Regions from separate parts of the Mus musculus genome. Here regions 1, 3 and 4 are each linked to region 2. A link is a contact called in public HiChIP or PLAC-seq and promoter capture Hi-C data. All regions are on one chromosome and are shown on one strand. The core of a region is the stretch at or near the end of the contact, and the rest is flanking DNA. Distances in the headings are between cores, read along the strand shown.

The links. Promoter capture Hi-C pulls out the DNA fragments that hold promoters and counts their contacts. HiChIP or PLAC-seq counts read pairs in DNA pulled down with a chosen protein or histone mark.
Region 1: a contact with region 2 is called in a promoter capture Hi-C map of embryonic stem cells, with 3 times the contacts expected there. The contact joins the enhancer-like site here to the promoter of Asb4 in region 2. A contact is called at or near these places in 24 of 39 promoter capture datasets (the 3T3-L1 cell line, 3T3-L1-derived adipocytes, the C10 cell line and 14 more), 1 of 15 datasets of contacts at CTCF or cohesin (large pre-B cells), 9 of 484 Hi-C or Micro-C datasets (the HPC-7 cell line, brown adipocytes, embryonic heart and 2 more), 10 of 115 datasets of contacts at active chromatin or transcription factors (bone marrow-derived macrophages, cardiomyocytes, craniofacial prominence and 6 more) and 4 of 9 other capture datasets (adipose tissue, embryonic stem cells, liver and 1 more).
Region 3: a contact with region 2 is called in an H3K4me3 HiChIP or PLAC-seq map of bone marrow-derived macrophages, with 5 times the contacts expected there. The contact joins the enhancer-like site here to the promoter of Asb4 in region 2. A contact is called at or near these places in 20 of 39 promoter capture datasets (the C10 cell line, the HPC-7 cell line, HPC-7-derived erythroid cells and 13 more), 2 of 15 datasets of contacts at CTCF or cohesin (the NIH/3T3 cell line and pro-B cells), 31 of 484 Hi-C or Micro-C datasets (the 3T3-L1 cell line, the AML12 cell line, the BV-2 cell line and 20 more), 15 of 115 datasets of contacts at active chromatin or transcription factors (bone marrow-derived macrophages, craniofacial prominence, differentiating embryonic stem cells and 10 more) and 4 of 9 other capture datasets (adipose tissue, liver, macrophages and 1 more).
Region 4: a promoter capture Hi-C map of embryonic stem cells shows a contact between it and region 2, with 2.8 times the contacts expected there. The contact joins the enhancer-like site here to the promoter of Asb4 in region 2. A contact is called at or near these places in 13 of 39 promoter capture datasets (the 3T3-L1 cell line, the C10 cell line, the HPC-7 cell line and 5 more), 2 of 15 datasets of contacts at CTCF or cohesin (large pre-B cells and pro-B cells), 3 of 484 Hi-C or Micro-C datasets (the G1E-ER4 cell line and cerebral cortex), 6 of 115 datasets of contacts at active chromatin or transcription factors (astrocytes, bone marrow-derived macrophages, embryonic stem cells and 1 more) and 2 of 9 other capture datasets (embryonic stem cells and macrophages).

Annotation. Positions count from the first base shown.
Region 1 is chr6:4,981,156-4,984,391 of GRCm38.p6, reverse strand. All of the region lies in intron 2 of Ppp1r9a (protein phosphatase 1, regulatory subunit 9A), which reads right to left. Among named protein-coding and RNA genes, the nearest start is that of Gm52886, 72 kb to the left of the region's middle. Within about 2 kb of position 1,566, at least 72 of the 459 cell types and tissues checked have an H3K27ac peak or open chromatin away from gene starts, as enhancers often do. A contact at or near this core is called in craniofacial prominence, embryonic stem cells, epiblast stem cells and 1 more, where this site is marked.
Region 2 is chr6:5,388,986-5,392,234 of GRCm38.p6, reverse strand. Asb4 (ankyrin repeat and SOCS box-containing 4) reads right to left here and starts at 1,825. Exons shown (of 5, transcript NM_001355662.1): 1 at 1,440-1,825. The coding sequence starts at 1,626.
Region 3 is chr6:5,092,229-5,095,175 of GRCm38.p6, reverse strand. The region is part of intron 6 of Ppp1r9a (protein phosphatase 1, regulatory subunit 9A); the gene reads right to left. Among named protein-coding and RNA genes, the nearest start is that of Gm52886, 39 kb to the right of the region's middle. Within about 2 kb of position 1,560, at least 79 of the 459 cell types and tissues checked have an H3K27ac peak or open chromatin away from gene starts, as enhancers often do. A contact at or near this core is called in the BV-2 cell line, ECoMG-derived neutrophils, the HPC-7 cell line and 7 more, where this site is marked.
Region 4 is chr6:5,031,982-5,034,905 of GRCm38.p6, reverse strand. All of the region lies in intron 2 of Ppp1r9a (protein phosphatase 1, regulatory subunit 9A), which reads right to left. Among named protein-coding and RNA genes, the nearest start is that of Gm52886, 21 kb to the left of the region's middle. Within about 2 kb of position 1,510, at least 13 of the 459 cell types and tissues checked have an H3K27ac peak or open chromatin away from gene starts, as enhancers often do. A contact at or near this core is called in embryonic stem cells, where this site is marked.

The DNA of each region.
Region 1 (3,236 bases), core at 317-2,816, 410 kb after region 2:
GCTCAGCTTACTCAACTTGTTGATTTCAATAACAACCTAAAAGTAGGATTGAATGGTGGTTTCCGTAAGAGCGTCTTACTAGCTGATTGGAAATTTGTAATTTCAGTAAATACCTCTCATTTGCGTTCTTACCTTGACACACACACATCACTATTTTAGAGAAGCTCGTGCTCTGAGACAACTGTACAGTGTTATCCTGCTGGTGGCTTGAATCCCAGAGCTGGGATCTAAACATGGGAACATTTGCAAAAAGAGATTTAATCTTAGAACTGAAGGATAATCTGAGACAGGGGACAGAGTAAGTGATGGTCGAGATAGGATGCAGCCCCAGATCCTTCTACACAGCCAATGTCACGGGCAACACACAGCGATACAGTGCATGAGCACAAGACTACTCAAGCTGCCACACTCGGGAACACTTTCTGCCCTTCAGTAACAATAAAACAGATAGACGCAAGGTATGTCAGCAGCAATGAATATCAGTTCTGATTCTCAACGCGTGAACTGGAAATAAGAAGTCAAAATGTGGCCCAAATAATTTTGCTCAAAGCAAACAACTATGGTCTATATAAAAACAGAGTTTTGACATAGGCGACTCCAGGACTTGGTTAGGTAATATTCCATACGTGGGCATTAATTGTGACAATTTTAACAACAGCATGTCATGAATCTGCCATACCTAGTAGTTATTTACCAAACTTACTAAGAAAAACAAGTCATAACACACATGGCTTTTATAATTACCTAGAACTAAACAGGCCTTCTGGGCTCCTTTTATTCAACTATGATAAAACTGTTAAATATCATTTCAAATTGTGTTTGAATTGTTTACAATTTAATACCATAATTAATTGCCTGGTATGAGAGGGACATAGGTTATGAAGATAGATACCATGAAAGGGAACAAGAGGAAGTGAGAGGGTAGGGTAAGGCAAAAGAATATGTAACACGGAAGCAGAAAGGAAGCCCGAGGGGAAGTGGGATATTGGAGGGGGGAAAATCGGGAGTGGGGACAACAGAAACATCTTGGTTGAAAATGTCAACATGGAAGCTAGGTAATACTTCTCTGAATGCTAATGAAAATCTGACTGACTTCCAATGGGCTCAAAACTTGCCCACATTTCAGAACACCAGAAAGGTTCCTTCACACAAGACTTGCTAATAGTGATAGCAAGGGTGCCATTCAACGATGTTTACCCTCCTTTAAGGCTTATGGCCTTGCCGTATGAAAAAGACCGTGACAGCAGTGTGAGCGGGAAGGACTTGGTAGAAAGAGCACACAGAGCCTCTATATGTCTGTGCTCATCAATGCTCCAGTGTCTAGGACAGCGTTTGGGAGCACCCTCCCAGAGGCAGAAAGGATTAAATGAGGCTCTTCAAGCAGAAGGCTCAGCTGTGATACATGCACCCAAAACAGAAGCTGTTTGCCTTGGCTCTTTAAGAATACCTTCTGAGGCTTTCTTGGGACCGACTGGCAAGCAGACTGCTCACACGGAACTCCTTGTTTGCTCAAGCATGGGTGAAAGAGTGAAAGCACAACGTTTGCTCAGCAAAGCTACCTTCCTGCTGCAGGCTCCACTCAAAGAGGCCATTATGTCAATGCAGCCCCACCTCACGCTACCGCTGCAGTGCCCCATTCCTGTCGCCAGGGAACATCTGGGTGCCAAACTCATTTGTGTATGTTAAACAGAATGGTCTTTGTGTATTAAGTACACTAGAGTAGAACTCAGGAACATATTTTGAGTGTTAAACCTCAAAGAAGGCATTTGTTTTTAATATATAAAAAAGCAGATTTGTTTGAATCTTGCACAGAAAACTTACTGTCTATTTAGACAACCACAGTATCTTTTTTATAATCCTAGAAAGCATATCTGATATTTAAATCACTGTGACTTCAAATTAAAATTTACCTAAGCTAACTACATGTATATGAATACTACATTAAATTTACTATCAACTTTTTGCAAGAGTGAGACTATGCTGCCCTGATCATTCTGCCTCCATTTCCAAAATATTGCGAAAACAGAATGTGTCACATTTTATTAAATTTTAAATTTCCTTTCAGCAGAGCATTTGTGATCAATATTTTAAGTTATTCCAAATATTTACTATAAAATGCAAATTCACGTTTTATATTTTCTTTTAATTTTATCTATATTCATGATTATAAATCCTAGCTAATCCAGACTGGATTTGCACCTTTGATTTGCTTTTACTCTGACTAGTCAACATGGCATCAGAGAACCACATTATCTGAAAAGACTAAACATGATCTCTGCTTAGATACTGTTGATCTGCTTCTAGTGCTCCAAGACAATGCAGCATAGTAAAGATAATTTATCCACAGTCACAAGATAGAATTCCAAAAAGGCCCTGTGATGATCTCTCAGGGCTCTAAATTTACAAGGCAGGAAAGAATGAAATACAAACTCTGGAAGCTTATTCTAAAGTCTAAATAAATGAAAATAAATGACATTAAAAGTGCACTCGGTGGAGAGAACTCATGGAAAGCCATAAAACGCACAGGAAGCAAAGACAAGTGAAACTCTTTTATATGACACAGCTGAACCTACAATTTCTCAAAAACAAAACAAAATATTTGAAATATTTTCATTTGTCTATGTCTTAAGACTCAATTTGAAGTAGTCAAATGAGTTCGGATCATATCCAGCCAAGAAGCCATCCTTACCATCATACCTGTCCCCTGCATGCTGGTTCTAAATCTCTACTGTCAACATAACTGGATTCTGTCATTATGACTGGATTCAGAGTCACCTAAGAAACCACATCTGAGCATATTCGTGAAGCCTTTCCAGAGAAGGTTAACCAACGGGGAAAGCCCCATCCTAGTGTGGAGAGAGTACCTTCCCATTAGGATGAGGTTTTGGGTTAAAATTATAAAAAGATGGTAAGAGGAGGCACCAGCTAAGCATCAATCTCTGTCTCTGCTTCCTGACTCCAAACAAAATGCAACCAGCAGACGCATGTTCATGCCGTCACAGCTAGAGCCTCTCTCTGCCACTCCTTCCCCAGGATGGACCATCTACCCAATTAGTGATCCACAACAAGCCCTTCCTTCCCTCTGCCTTCTGCTGCTTCTATCAGTATCTCGACAATCCACCTCGCAAAGTGGCTAGTGCATCTTTTATAATCCATTCTCTACCCCCAGAGCTACACAAAACTGTCCAGCTTTATGCCACTGAAGAATTCTTTAGATTTTCTAGAGCTATGCCTAA
Region 2 (3,249 bases), core at 576-3,075:
AAACAGCCTGCTCTCCAGGAGCCCAAACTTCTAAGTTCCCTGTCTCAGAACTTCCGAGCCTGTCTGCAGGGTTTACCTGCCTGAGAGATAAGAAAAGGTGGTCTTTGCTGCTCGCTATCAAATACATTAGCTACTGGCTTGAATCTGAGCCCTGTTGTATATGGCACACATAGAAGTTTCTTTAAAATAAACTTAGTATCCAGATTGAACCACGAAACAAAGTTATAAGTTCCAAGAAACCTAATTATATAGCATATAATTTGTTCTTCAACAGAATCTTTTCAACTTTGTAGAAAAAAAATAGAACTCTTAATTTTTCAGACAAAACAGCAATGACAGTTTATCATAAAACACAAATCAAAGAGCAAGCCCAGCAACTGACCTCAACTCATCTCTACTTATTTCAGAAATGACAGAGAATTAGGTAGAGAGAAATCCTACTTGTGTTTGTATCTGCAACTTGGTGACACTAACGATTTTGTATGAATAAAAAACAGATTTATATTTGAACATAAATAGGTCTCCCTTCACCCGACTCCCAAGACTTTCCCACATATTTTCTCTAGGCAGCAGTGAAGGTAAATAGAGTCTTTCTTTGCAGTATGCTCGCCAAACGGTCTAACTATTGAAGTTTTCCCATTATCTAGTTGATTTGAGAAATCAGAATGAGTGTGTTAATCTTGTTCTGATTTATTAAAGAGGAGTTCCAGGGGAGGGGGAGACTTAAAGAATTTTGTTATAATTTTTGATTTCCTATTTTTTTTTTTTTGGACAAAGCAGAGATTCTGAATTTTAATTTTTCAATTTTTTTCTCTACTATTGCAGCCAAGCAGAAAAGAAAAATAAAAGTTAACTTTGTGGTGTTTAGAGTTCAGCTTTTGTTCCTGCACTGAAACCCATTAAACCGATGCAGACCATCGAAGTGCCCCTGGCGCATCTTTCGCCATTCATTAACTCTCTAAATGGAAAAGAAGGTCCCCTTTCTCATTCACAGGGACACGGAGGTGATATATCTGTAAGTGGTTGTTAGGAAAGAATCAGCAGCCTGACCGAGAACCACACTGTCACACAGAGATCTCAGCGTCTTTAAGCAGAGCCTAGAGGCTTTTCTTTATTCTGTACCAACACAGTCACAAGGGAAGTCCCCCACACACCGTGCATGACAAATACAACCTCCCAGGGTCCCAAATTCCAGGCGCAAGAATGGCAAAGAGCAATAAATAGAAATACATAGACAAAAATCTGTATGGATCTATGAAAATCACCCCCAAATGCGCTCTGATTTTTAAAAGGGAAGGGAAGATTTTTAAAAATAAGAAATACTGTCTAAACAAACACTTAAACAATAAGAACGACTGCTTTAAAGACAAAAGCTGACCTACTGACCTAAAAATCCATTTTGTATCAATTTCACAATTACACCTCTCCAATTCTTTTACCTTGTTTGTAAGATGCCAAAATCATGTTCTCATCTTCAACTTCAAACACTGTGTCCACATCTATTTGCCTCTCGATTAAAATAGCCTTCAGTTTTCCGAAGTCATTTGTTTTTAGAGCCTCCAGGAAATCTTTCTTAACTAATTTGGCAGCTCCAGCTTTGCTGATAGGGGCAGTGATGCCGTCCATCCTCGGAGCCCTGTGGAAGCGGAGCAATGATTTATCAGGAGAGCAGCACCCAGCACACAGGCAAGGCTGGAGAGTCCACAAACTGCCGGCTAATTTTATCCCAAAGTTATGCTGACCCGTTCTATTTATATAGGGATCATTTCAAACTTCAAAATATCCTCCCAGACTCTCCCTGAGTTCTCAGGTCCTTTAAACTGGAGATACGTAAGCGGGTCCCTTCCGCTCTACGTGGAGTCGATAAGCAGGAAGGCTTCTGTGACACATTTCCGAGCATGAAATGTCACAATTATTTCTTACAAGACCAAAGTGAAAGTGTAAGATTTACAAAGCTCTTAATTCTCTTTATGTTTTCTCCTCAACAAAAAACATCTGGCGCCTGGCTGGAGCCGCAGTATCTTAGTCTGACTAACTAATAGCCCCAAATGAGAATTTGTTTCTGTTGTTGATACACGTGCTACTGAAAACCTTTAATGATTTTGTGAAATGAGCCTGTAAAATCGAGCCTAATTATGCACATCTAAAAACAAACAGAAGGTTTGTCAGTAACCTACACTTAAAAATTTTTCAATATTATGAGAAAAGCAGGGCGGGGTAGTGAGATGATGGGGGGGGGTCATTTTAGGGGAAAAAAAGAACCTGAAGAAACAAGAAAATCAATGCAACAAGTGAGTGGACTTTATTGAACCCTGCATTTTATTTCTCAAGTCAGTTAAAAAAAAAAGCCATGTTTGAACAAATTACAAAAACAAATACAAGCTGGATCTTACTTTCTACTATGAGCTTATTGATTTGAAAATGTGAGTCAGGTATTTGGGTTCTGTAAAAGAATCCTGTTTGTCCTCAATTAAAGCAATGCCTAATCAATTAGCACACTGTCTCACACATCCTCTGTCTGTTTACATAGTGCTTGTGTGTGTGTGTGTGTGTGTGTGTGTGTGTGTGTGTGTGTGTGTGTGTTTGCTAGGGATCAAACCCAGGGACTCACACAGCTTGTGTTTTATTACTGAGCTAACTCCATCCAAGGTCTTTAACACTTTTGTTTTAAAACAGTTCAGACATGTAAATAGGACAGAGAGCAAGGGACAAGAGGCACAGAGACAGAGAGAACACAGGGAACAAATGTGGCCCAAAGTTAAGCAGCTGGTTACTGTCATGGGCAATATGCAGTTACCTGCTAGTTTTTATTATTAAAATTTCTCCCTGTTAGTTTTTCAACAGAAAAAGTTAGAGACAAAACTGAAGACTTAATTTTACTTATTAGTGTCTTTAATGTCAGAAAATTATCAAGTGCTAACTAGTATACAAATTAGCTGCAATTTACATATCATGGATAGGTTCAGAAAAATGATATAAAAAAATCCCTGCAGTACTTGCAGTGTGAATTTTTTAAATTTTTCAATAACAAATATGTCTATAAACGCAACTGCGAATCAGCATACCCTTTCACTTGATGTACTGATGTGGAACGTAAATATACAAAACTGGCCAGTCCTGAGCACAGAACTTACCAAATCATAACAATTTTCACATTCAACACCCAGACCCAACAGAGTAGTTGTAAGCCCACCAGAACCCCCTCACACACTCTTAGACGGGAGAGTCAATCTGCCAACACCCACTACC
Region 3 (2,947 bases), core at 311-2,810, 300 kb after region 2:
TCTCCTTTTCCAAGCTGGGTCAGTGACGTCCGTGTGGCCTAGTTTTGAAATATTGAGCCACTGAAGAGTCTAAACATTACTGCAGCGCTGTGAAGCACTTTCTTCTGAGACTGTTCTAACGACACACATGAGTGACACACTCAGGGCTCTACCCCAGGCAAGAACACACTTACAGACCGTGAGACCTTCTCACTAGGACTATCTTCCCCCTCTTGTTTGGACAGGATAACTACAGAGTATTACAACAAAAGCACGTCTTTGGGACTAGAGAGAGCAGGTCTCCAGAAAAGCCTGAGGCCCAGAGAAAAGTTGAAAGATTTCAATGTCATTGTATATTAAGGGGATTCAAGTAACTAATTACACAAATCTCCAGTGTGATGCCTGGCCTGTGAGGCATATTCATCACTCTACCCTTTACTAAGTCCCTTAAAATGTACCGGGTTTGTGAGCTTGGTTGTTTGAACTTTAGAGAGAGGGGTGTTTCAGCTCACAGTTCTCGAAGTTCAAAGTTAAGGGGCCACACATGATAGTAATCTCCTTACCGGCAGACAGAGCTATGAGCTGGCTCAGTAGATCACATGGCAAGAGACAGAGAGTCTGTGCATGAGCACATTCAGATGTGTGCATGTTTTTACCTGTTTATGGCATCTCAAACTTTATTTCAGAGAATGCTTGTTGGTTTTCATATCCTTGTCAGTACCTAGTCTCCAAGAAGAAAAACAGTTTTTAAAAGATCTATTTTTACTATTTTAAATTATGTGTAAGTGTGTGTTTATGCAGGGGTGCATGCACACGACTGTTGATATCCTTGGAGGATAAAGGCATAGGATTCTCCCTTGGTGGACCCAGCATGGGTCCTGAGACCTGAAGCTAGATCTCTGCACAAGCAGGAAGAGTGCTTAGCTGATGAGCCATCTATCCAGGCCTTGAGTGGAGAAATGTTTAAATACCTAGATTACTCGGATAGCCCTGGGTTCCCAATCTTCAGGGGCTCAGCTCATTCACCTACCACACTGCTGATAAATTATTATCATAGCAATTTTAACTAGAGATCTTTAAGTAAAATCTCTTCCAACTACTCAAATTCATGTTTCTTTTCTTCAGTACTCTGTATCAATTTTGCTACTTCATTAATTAGCTTTGGATTTTAATGTTTTCTTTAGTTTGTACCGGCATACTCAAAACCAAGGTCACTCTTTTATTTTATTTTTTTTGGCCATGGTGTCTCAGTGGCACAATGACCTCCGTGACACTGCTTCCTGTGCTCTACTGGGATCCTTCCTCTCCAGTGTGGACTGGACCTAGCAATTCAGCTGCAGCTAAATACAAGGGAAGTAACTAACTTAGTTACAGGAAGTGTGACTTGTGCCTCTTTTGTCCTGGCTTGTTCTCTGTGTCCTCACTATTGGGAAGCAGGAGTCCAGGTTCTGAGCAGGAAGGGGCCACATTACAAGGTTCTGAGATGTCTGGCCAACAGCCAGCAGGAAACAGAGGTTTACCAACAGTCACATGAGGGAGCTTGGAAATGGCTCTTCTGCATCCTGTCGACAGCTGCGAGTGTGTTTGGATGCAGACCCTCTCCCAGTTGAGCGCTTAGATGGCCACAGCTCTGGCTGACACCTTACTGTCGGCCTTGGGACAGATGTGAGCTTAGAAAGATCCGGATGAACGAGCTCACAGTGTACTGTAGAGACATTTCTTATTCTAAGTTGCTATGTTTTGGTGGGTGGTGATGTTTTAGAAGGAAGGGGATTCACACAGGAAGGGAGGCTGCCAAAACAAAGCAGAGAAAATAATAGGGATGTGGCTTTGGAAGTGGGCAGTGGGCGAAGGCTAGATAGATTCTAAGGAATGGATTAGTTTAAACTACCCTAAACATATTGTTCGAGGAAACCTGAAAGGCAGGCTGTTAACATGGCAGAATGTTCAGGGTGAGCATCAGCTCCTCAGGGAGACACAGGGAATGTCTAGTAAACAGTACCATCTCAGAAAGAGGATGCCAAACCCAGCCTCAGGGGTTGCCTCTCTGTTTTCTCTCCTTATAGTAAAATAGAAAATATACGAAGATACTATTAAACAGGAATGAAACAGAAGTTTATGGCTTTGAACAGTTTAAAATTAAGGCTAGAATTAAGAGATGGCTGAAAAAGGAAGTTCAAATTCAGGGAACTGCTAGGAGAATACAGATTTCAAATAGAGGAAGTTTACTAGGGTTGTGGCCTTAGGAAACTCCGATTTTTTTAGTTTAGTTTAGTTTTGTTTTTGTTTTTGTTTTTTTGAGACAGGGTTTCTCTGTCCTGGAACTCACTCTGTAGACCAGGCTGGCCTCGAACTCAGAAATCTGCCTGCCTCTGCCTCCAATTTTAAACAGCGTCAGATAAGCAAGTCTTTGAACTGCCCTAAAAGAGGCACAACCTGCATTCACTTTTAGGCTGTATGACATTTCTGAAAAGCTAATTTGAAACAAAGCCCCCGCAAGCCTCTGCTCACAGGGATCATGGGGAAGAGCTGTATGGAGAAGCTGGTTCCCAGCCGTCTTCCTCTCTTGTCTCTATAGAGTCCATGGCATCTGATAGATTATCCCATGATAGGACACACCTGTGGGTGACTGATCAAAGTGACCAAGACAAACAATAAGGGAATCCTGTGAGTCTAACACTGGAGAAGAGCACTGCGAACAGAATTCTAAGTCACACAATAGTCCAACCTGTAGAATTCCGATAAAGCCTCAGGATATACCTTAGAAACCCAGCGCACTGATGTTTCCACTTGTCGTAAATCAATAACTCAAGTAGTGGAGGGTGTACCAGGGAATGGAGACGTGTGCCTTTGACACACACACACACACACACACACACACACACACACACACACAGGGTCGTGAGGCTGCCATCTCACTGTGCACAGCACCCCGAGCACCTCACTGTGCACAGCACCCCGAGCCTGC
Region 4 (2,924 bases), core at 261-2,760, 360 kb after region 2:
CTGCTCCCAGCACTTGGGAGACATGGGCAACAGAGCTCTGTGAGTTTCAGGTCAGCCTGGGTCGCACATCAAGTTCCAGGCCAGACAGAGCTAGACAGTGAGATCCTGTCTCAAAGATTAGTTACTTAATTAATATCTGCTACGATTACAAGTGTGTGTGCTGATGCACGTGAGCTGTCATGCACATGGAGCTCAGAGGAGCACTCTGTGGAGTCAGCACTCCCTTGCCAGCACTCCCTTGTGTTGTGGCCTCTAGATACTGGGCTCAGGTTGCCAGGCTCGCACTACTGCTTGCTAGGAGCCATCTTCCAGGCACAGAAATTTTCACTGAAGCAAAAGCAATCAGAATGTCTCATCTCTTATTTAGAACAGTACAAAAGTCAGTATAATCAATATTGTTTATCTACAAATATGTGTTGTTAAAGTACTAGAATAATTTTGTTAAGTTCTTATAAATATAGTTCACAAATAAAAACTTGGATTGTCCCAAATTTATAAAATTCTAGAGTTGGGCAGCGGTGGTGCACACCTTTAATCCCAGCACTTGGGAGGCAGAGGCAGGCAGATTTTTGAGTTCCAGGCCAGCCTGGTCTACAGAGTGAGTTCCACAACAGCCACGGCTACACAGAGAAACCCTGTCTCTAAATAAATAAATAAATAAATAAATAAATAAATAAATAAATAATAGTTAAAATTCTAGGATCTGTTCAAAATAGTGAGGTTTATTTTGTTTTTTTGTTGGTTTTTTTTTTTTTTTTTCACTCTCCTAATGGACAGTTTAACAGAGAACTAGGCTATCCAATAATGGTCATGTTTTTCTTGGTGTTTTTCAAATTATTATTAAAAAATTAAACATTTCATGAGAAATTAATAACTAAAAAATACTAATGATCCCAAATGATACTTCTTCTGGGGATGGGGTGGGGTGGGGGTGGGTGGGGGTGGGGCAATTTTGAACTCCCAGAAGTGAGTGCTTTCCAACAAATACATTAGGGTGAGCTGGCTCTGCTCTAGCGTTTGTTGAAACAGTTGGCTCTGGCTGTTCCTTCCACTCTAAGTGTCAACAAGTGGCTCTAACTCCCCCGGAGGAAGGCCGTTCTGCACATCCTTGAACTGGAAGCAGGGGGGCAAGAGTACTACCCTTTGGGTAAGTAAGGGAAAGTAGGTACCAGCCACACTGAGGGTCTCAGAAGATGGCTGACAAGTTCCCACGTGACATACAAAACTTCCAAAGATATGTGGATACATCTCTTATCAGGAACTAAGAACCCCAAACTCTAAGGTCTTAATTTTGGGAATGGCACTTCAGGTCTAAGATTCGACAGGAAACCAACTAAAACAGCCCATTTAAGGAGATCACCTAAAATAAATGTTTGCATTAGGAAAAAAGGACACTGGAATGAACTACAATAGTTGGATTGTAATTGTAATTGGAGGGCTCACCTGTGACCCAGATCTTGAGGATGGAAGACGCAAGATTACGACCTGGATATTGTCATGGAGATCTTGAGGCACTGTGACCATGAAAAACCTAGGCTCAGGAGAGATAGTATGTGCCTTTAATCCTTTGAGACTGAGGCAAGGAGATCTTTGAGTTCAAGGTCAGCCTGGGACAAAGCAAGTTCCAAATCCAGGTGTGGTGGCACACACCTTTAATCTGGGCCACACCTTCTGCTGGAGGCCTACAGTAAGGACAATGCAATAAGGAAGATTTGCTCTTCGAGCTTGCATTTACTTGCCAGCACATCTGCTGGAATCTATTTCTACAAAAGACCACCTGAAACAATTACTGTTGTGGGACTGAGAAACTACTAGATTCTTGGAATTCCAATTCATAGCTGACCCTTGTTCGGGAGTTGGACTACAGACTGTAAATCATCATAATAAATTCCCTCACTATAGAAAGACATTCCATACATTTTGTGACTCTAGACAAGCCCAATACAGATAACCAACGTCAGGAAGTCATAGAAGCACTAGAATGTGGCCCAGATTAAAGGTGTGTTCCACCACACCTGGATTTGGGACTTGTTTTTCATTGACCAACAGCAGTTGAAGAGAATACGGTACCATGAACAGGGCTGATAAGCCACCTACAGTAGCTGAGATATGGCTTGAGTTCATCCCCCCATAGTTAGATGCTTGAAGCCCAGGGTGAAAGGCTGAAAAGGGAGTAAAACCTTTAAAAAGGAGAGTCTAATGGGAGAATCTCAGGTCACCTGAGGAGTCTGCATTTGGGATCTTCCTTCCTTACATCTCCTGCCTTGTACCTTCACCAGAACAAAGCAAGAATAGTGCCATACCATGAACCTTCAGAACTGCAGTCTTATAAAGTACCTCATGCCAGGTACTTAATATAACAAAGAAAAAAATGGGCAAAGGAATGAGCCAAAAAAGTAGGTGAGGATCATGGGTTAACTTCAGTACAGAGGAGGAAGGTGTTAGATATATTCTAGTGAGAGGTGAATTACAATTGATTCTGACCCTCAGACAAATAGAGCTGAAGACAGACCCCTTCATCTGATGTGTCCAGGTTATTGCCTCAATCATTTATTTATATACTATGCCAGATGTCATCAAGAAGGTACTTTGCAGGCATGTTTAAAGTCCACAATTAGTAGATTTTAAGGGGAAAAGAAAGATTATCTTTAGTAATCTTTGGTCCTGATTCAACCTGTTGATTTGAAGTTTGAAGACTAGAGAATCCTGCATAGTCCACTCCACTTGTGTGCGCCAATTACTTGCAAAAATATTCTGCTCTAACCAGCCTAAACTGGTTAAAGTCCCATGACTTTGCAAGTCTTCGTCCTGCAGCGAAGTGGATAGTTTTTTATGGAAATGGCTATCAAAGTGCCAACTCTGACCTACACACCTTGTGATGAGTCTAATGGGTCAAAAATAACACAAGAAAAGTTGAAAAATGA